Linked DNA regions of Mus musculus: region 1 is linked to region 2. The links are chromatin contacts, called in public promoter capture Hi-C maps. All regions are on one chromosome and are shown on one strand. Each heading gives the region's core, a stretch centred on a gene start, on an enhancer-like site or on the middle of the called end of the contact. The rest is flanking DNA. Distances are from core to core; before and after follow the strand shown.

Region 1 (2,700 bases), core at 182-2,681, 120 kb after region 2:
TATTGAAATCTCATCCAACCCTGTAAGAAAGGCGTCAATGCCATTATGACTTTCTTAGATGATGAAATTAGGGCACGAAAAGTTAAGCAAGGGCCATGAGACCAGGCATTCATAGCTACTAAGGAAAAGTTGGGGCTCTTGATATATCCGGGTAGGATGCAATTTACTTGCTTTCTTAAGAAGATAGCCCAGGGTTGGAGAGATGAGTACTGGCTGCTCTTCTAAAGGACCTGGGTTCAATTCCCAACCCCCAGGCAGATCACGTCTGTCTGTAGCTCGAGTTCTAGGGAATCCTGATGCCCTCATATAGATACACATGCAGGAAGAACACTAATTAATGCCTCTGAAATAAAATAAACAAAACAAAATAAGACGATAGCCTAAGCTGCAAAGAGTACCACAGCTTCTTGGGCTCCATCTCTCAGCTCAGGGAAATTCTGGTGCCAGGCAGAACTCATGGTATGAGTAGCTTTAATCAAAAGTTCTACATGGGCTTGAAATCTACAGCAAGGGCAGCTGGCTAAAGTCACGTATAACAGTGCATTTCCAAGCCCTCATAACATCTAGTTAAGTTCAGAGGGACAGAGTTGAGCCTAATATTCTCTGTGAAACACTTGGGGCAAATCTGCTTTGGAAGCAGGATGGGTGCAGTCAACGACCACCCTCATGCAAAATAGTTATTTGTGTAAACTGTCTTCCTTACTAGATTTGAAAGCATTGCAGGGCTGAGTGTCTCAGCCTATGAAATCGTAACTCCCGTCATAGGTCTTTGACAGTTATTTTCTTTGAATTGTCTATTGTGGATTGAATTCTTGTAAAAACTCACACATACTATAAACCCCACATTTGCTTATAAAACATCCAGTTAGATCAAAGACCATGCAACATAGATGCCGAAGAACCCGTACCACGTCTCCACCTGTAGTTCGTGAAGTTGGGCATTGCCAATACCCGGGGTGGGGGTCTCCTATTCAACTAGATTCTCTCACAGGGTTATACTCTTCTGAAACTTAAATCACGCGTTTCATGATTGACTGGAGTCATTCACTCATTCTTCAAACGTGCTGAAGTGTCAGATTTTACGTAGGCGAGGCAGGTCTTCAAACTGTCGGAGTGAGGGAGGTCGAGATAAAAGTGACTAAAGCCACCTTTCACGGCGTCCAGCTTGTTTTTGCTGCAAGCACCCCAACTACAGCGCGGCCCTCCAGGAGCGCGCGCGGTTTCTGCGCGTGGCCGGTTTGGGCCGAAACTACGCGTCCCGGCAGTCCGCGGGGCGGGTGGGCGGAGCCGGGCCGGGGGCGGGGGCCGAGAGGGGGCATTGTGTCGGCCAGCCGTGCGCGAACGTCCGCTCGCTGTGGGGCCGGGGCTGAGGTGTCAGCGCCGCTGCGGCCGGGGCGAGAGGCGGACGAGCAGGAGCGCGCAAGCGGCCGCGGGTGCCGGCGGGGGCGGCGGGAGCACCATGCGGATCGGCGCCCAGCGCCCTGCAGACCCCTCGCGAGGCAGAGAGGCCGGGGCGGCGCCGGGGCGGCGGGGAGCATGAGGACGGCCGGGGACCGGCTGGGTTCGGAGCTCTGCTAGGAAGCGGCGTGCGCTGAGCACTAACCGGGACGCGGCGGAGGGCGGGAGCCAAGCGCCCGGGGCTGTGGGCATTTTGGACGCGGACGCAAGGGGCCCGGAGCCAGCCGGGGCTCCGGCACGCAGCCGACATGGGCAACGCGGGGAGCATGGACTCGCAGCAGACCGATTTCAAGGCGCACAACGTGCCATTGAAGCTGCCGATGCCCGAGCCAGGTGAACTGGAGGAGCGCTTTGCCATCGTGCTGGTGAGTGAGTCCGCTGCGGCCGGGCGCGGGGCCCCCGTGGGGCAGGCGGCGCAGATGACCCGGCTCCTCCGGTCCCAAGGGCGAGGCTCACACCTTCCCCATTGTGGGCTCCCAGCCTCGCTTCTCTCAGCCTCCGTCCTTGCGCTCTCCAGGGGTCCTCGGATGGGGAGAGGAGCTCGGGCCGGGCTACCCCGGCGGCCACGAACCCATTGTCTGGCGGGAGCAGCACCTCGCAGCGCGTGTGCCGGGAGGTGCAGAGTGGGTGTGAAGGGAAGGTGGCTGGCCGGGGAGGAGTGAGGGACGGGCCGCTAAAGCTTTTTGTTTAAAGAATGAAAAGCAACCGGCAGACCCCGACCCTCTGCGTAGCATCCCCCGGACGCGCAGCTCTGGGCCTTGCGGGGTCTGCTGCAGACGCGCGCAGGTGGCTGGCCGCAGGCGCCGCGCCCGCACTCGGTCGGCCGAACTTGGAGGGTGGACCTCGCGGCTGGGCAGATGGACAGCTCCCCAGAAAGAGAAAGAGGAGGCCGGCAGCTGAGTGGCGCCGTGGTCCCTCCGCGAGGGGGAGGCATCTGAAACCCAGACGCGGGTGGGGAAGGCGGGGGGTGGGGGAGAAGCGCCCCGGGCAGGGGAGAACCTCAGTGTGTTCCCTTTGGTCTTAAATCTTAAACCACAAAAATGTGCAGTTTGGCTGGGACGTGTTAAGAGCCGTCCTGACTTCACGGACGACCCCAGTTCCTTCAGTCGAGTCCATGGCTCCCTCCCGCATTCCGCATCACTCAGCCTTCCCGTTCCAGCTTCTCAATCAAAGACTGGAATCCTCTCTCTCCGTTTCCTTTTGGGACTAAGTTTCTGGGCTCTTCCCACCCGGAGTCTGCCT
Region 2 (2,700 bases), core at 172-2,671:
GGAGAGATGGCTCAGTTAAGAACATTCCCTGCTCTTCCCAGCACCCACACGGTGGCTCACAGCTGTCTGTAACTCCAGTGACAGGTGATCTGACACTGTCTTCTGGCCTCCTCGGGCACAGCACACAAGTGACAAATATAACATGTAGGCAAAACACCCACGCACACAAATAACAAACTAATAAAGAAAAAAAAAATAAAATAACCTCTTCTACTTGGCTTTTTCCACACATATTTCATTAGAGCAAAATCAAAGCGTTTAGAGTCACACTAAGAAGCACGGGTCTCAAAGAGGGTGGAGGCCCACCCAGACTTGGCATCCCGCAGTTCTCAATATTAAGACTGAGGTTTTAAGAAACTGAAGCCAGCCTAGACTATATAAAGACTCCACTCTGTCTCAAAACTCAATTAATTCAATAACAATTAAAAAGTGTAATGTGTCACATAGGTATTGTTACAAAAGAACAATTAATTATTCCTTAAACAGTGACTAAGCCTCACATGCTTCCTATATAATTAGTCACTCACATGATTTGAACGTGATTTTGAGAATTATAACAAGATGAAGCACTTTCTAGTCTTTTCTTAAATGAACAAAAATTTTAACTGAACAAACTGGTAGTAAAATGTGTAGCATTTTTGTTTGACTGGAAATTTCTAAATCCGAAAAGCTCGCTAGGAGCGTGTTAACTACTGCTACAAAAATAATGCTAGCCTGTGCTTTTACTGTTAATATTATGCTTAAGTTGTACCCATCCATCTTTTTTCTCATTTTGAAAGTCATGCGCTACCAGAGTAAAGTTTTGACTCCAACAAATATCGGTTGTTCTGGGCTATTTAAAGATTCTGGGAGTTTTCCTTCTCATCCTCCGCGCCTGGCTCTCGCAGCACCTTCAAAACAGTCAATAAATACGAAAACTGCAACCACCAGGGCTTAGATGTGTGCTTACGGGAGCGATGCGAATTAAACCTGGTAAGTCTTAGGTCTCTAGTTCAAGACTGCCCTCGGCAGCAAAAAGGGTGTCCAGTACTGCACTTTTTTTTTCCCAAAGGGACGGGTGTTAACGAGCTCGGGAGAAAGCAGGAAGTTTGTATCAGCAACTTAAGCCTCGTACGAACAAGGCTTTTCCCCCACTCCTGCTCTGGGTGACTGGAACAACCCTTCTCGGTATCCCAATCTCGGACAGGCAGGAGTCGGGCGAGCCAGAGACGCACCGAGGCTGCCCCCCGCCGTCGAGAGCGGCGCCGCCCCTTCGCTCTCCGCCGGGGTTTCCAGGCACCCAGGCCGCCGCCCACTTTCGCCTTGCACACAGCGCGCCGGGCACCGCACTCACCCACATCTTGCTCGAACGGGTTGGCAGTGAACAGAGGCATCACGCCGGCAACCCGAGCTGAATCCCGACGCTCTGGCGGGACTCCGACTGCCCCAGCTGGGCGACCCGCCGCGGCTTCCTAGACGGCTTGGCCCAGCGGTGCCTTCACTTCCGCCGCCGTGCCTGCCCTGCGCGCGCCTGCCTGTCCGGCGCCCGGCCGCCGCGGCTCCAGCCCCACCGGTGGGGCCGCACGACGCTTGGCTGAGCTCTAACACCCTGTAGTGGCCTCTCTGCTGTCCCAAAGACGTGGCAGCCCCCGATCCGACGCCTGATCAGACACGGCAGCCGCCACAGTCACCTTTCCGCAGTGAGGACCCGAGAGAGCCACGGGGCCCAGGGGAGGGGCTTCAGGGCCGGAAGTTGTGGTAGCTGGAGATGCCAGAGGCCGCCGAGCTTGCAGATCCTGAGTGGCGAGGCGGGGTGCGTGGCTCGGGAATGTCGTTTCCTTCGCCCCAGGTTGTGACAGCAGCTCTTCTCGAACCCGAGTACTTCCTGGGTACCAGGTCAGGTCTTGCTACTCGGACCCCGCGCCCGCATCGCGTCTGGTTGCTATGGAAACAGCTGTCGCCTTATGAGAGGCGCTGAGAATTGCCGCCTGGGTTGTAGATGCTCATGGGATCCCGCGGTTAACCAAGCCGAAATAGTCACCCTGGAAAGCGGCTGTGGAGAGACTCTTTGCTTCTCATTTCTCCTGCATGAAAACAGAGCTTGGACCATGGAATATAAAGACGAGTGAAGGGACTGGAGAGGTGGCTCAGCAATTAAGAGCGCTTGCTGCTGAGGTTTTCGTACCTTCGCGGAGGCAGGGGTTACAGCAGTCTGTAATGCCTAGTTCCTGGGAACCCGACACCCTCTTCTGGCTTCCGTAGGCATCTACACTCACCGTCCTATACCCACATGCAGACACGTAAAATTAAAAATCTAATGCCTGGCGTTGTGGCCCACGCCATTAATCCCAGCACGTGGTAGGCAGAGGTAGGCGGATCGCTGAGTCATGTTCAAAGATGAGTGAAGTGCACTCAAGCATTATAGTGCAAAAACATTTATAATGACTTAGTTATGTATAAGAGTCATAAATCCGGGTTCCCACCAGATCCAGCCAGGCATTTAAATAAGTATAAGTGTGCAAACACTCTTCCTGCAATACGTTGCCCTGTACGTCTTCACCCTGCTTCGTATCTGTTCATATCATTTATCACTCTCTATAGTACAGATAATTGTAGTATCCTTATTCATTAGACTATAAATTCCATGAGTTTTGTTCACAGTGTGAACGCAGGATCTAAAAAACAGTATCTGGTAAGAAAGTGCACGGTAAGTACTTTTAG

What was found. Capture Hi-C pulls out chosen DNA fragments and counts their contacts.
Region 1: a promoter capture Hi-C map of adipose tissue shows a contact between it and region 2. The contact joins the promoter of Fmnl2 here to the promoter of Stam2 in region 2. A contact is called at or near these places in 6 of 39 promoter capture datasets (the 3T3-L1 cell line, 3T3-L1-derived adipocytes, embryonic stem cells and 3 more), 12 of 484 Hi-C or Micro-C datasets (8-cell embryo, B cells, embryonic fibroblasts and 4 more), 5 of 115 datasets of contacts at active chromatin or transcription factors (astrocytes, epiblast stem cells, extraembryonic endoderm stem cells and 2 more) and 2 of 9 other capture datasets (adipose tissue and pancreatic islet).

What each region holds. Positions count from the first base shown.
Region 1 is chr2:52,856,437-52,859,136 of GRCm38.p6, forward strand. It overlaps Fmnl2 (formin-like 2), which reads left to right and starts at 1,432. Exons shown (of 27, transcript NM_172409.2): 1 at 1,432-1,823. The coding sequence starts at 1,707.
Region 2 is chr2:52,740,728-52,743,427 of GRCm38.p6, forward strand. Stam2 (signal transducing adaptor molecule (SH3 domain and ITAM motif) 2) reads right to left here and starts at 1,422. Exons shown (of 14, transcript NM_019667.2): 1 at 1,334-1,422. The coding sequence starts at 1,373.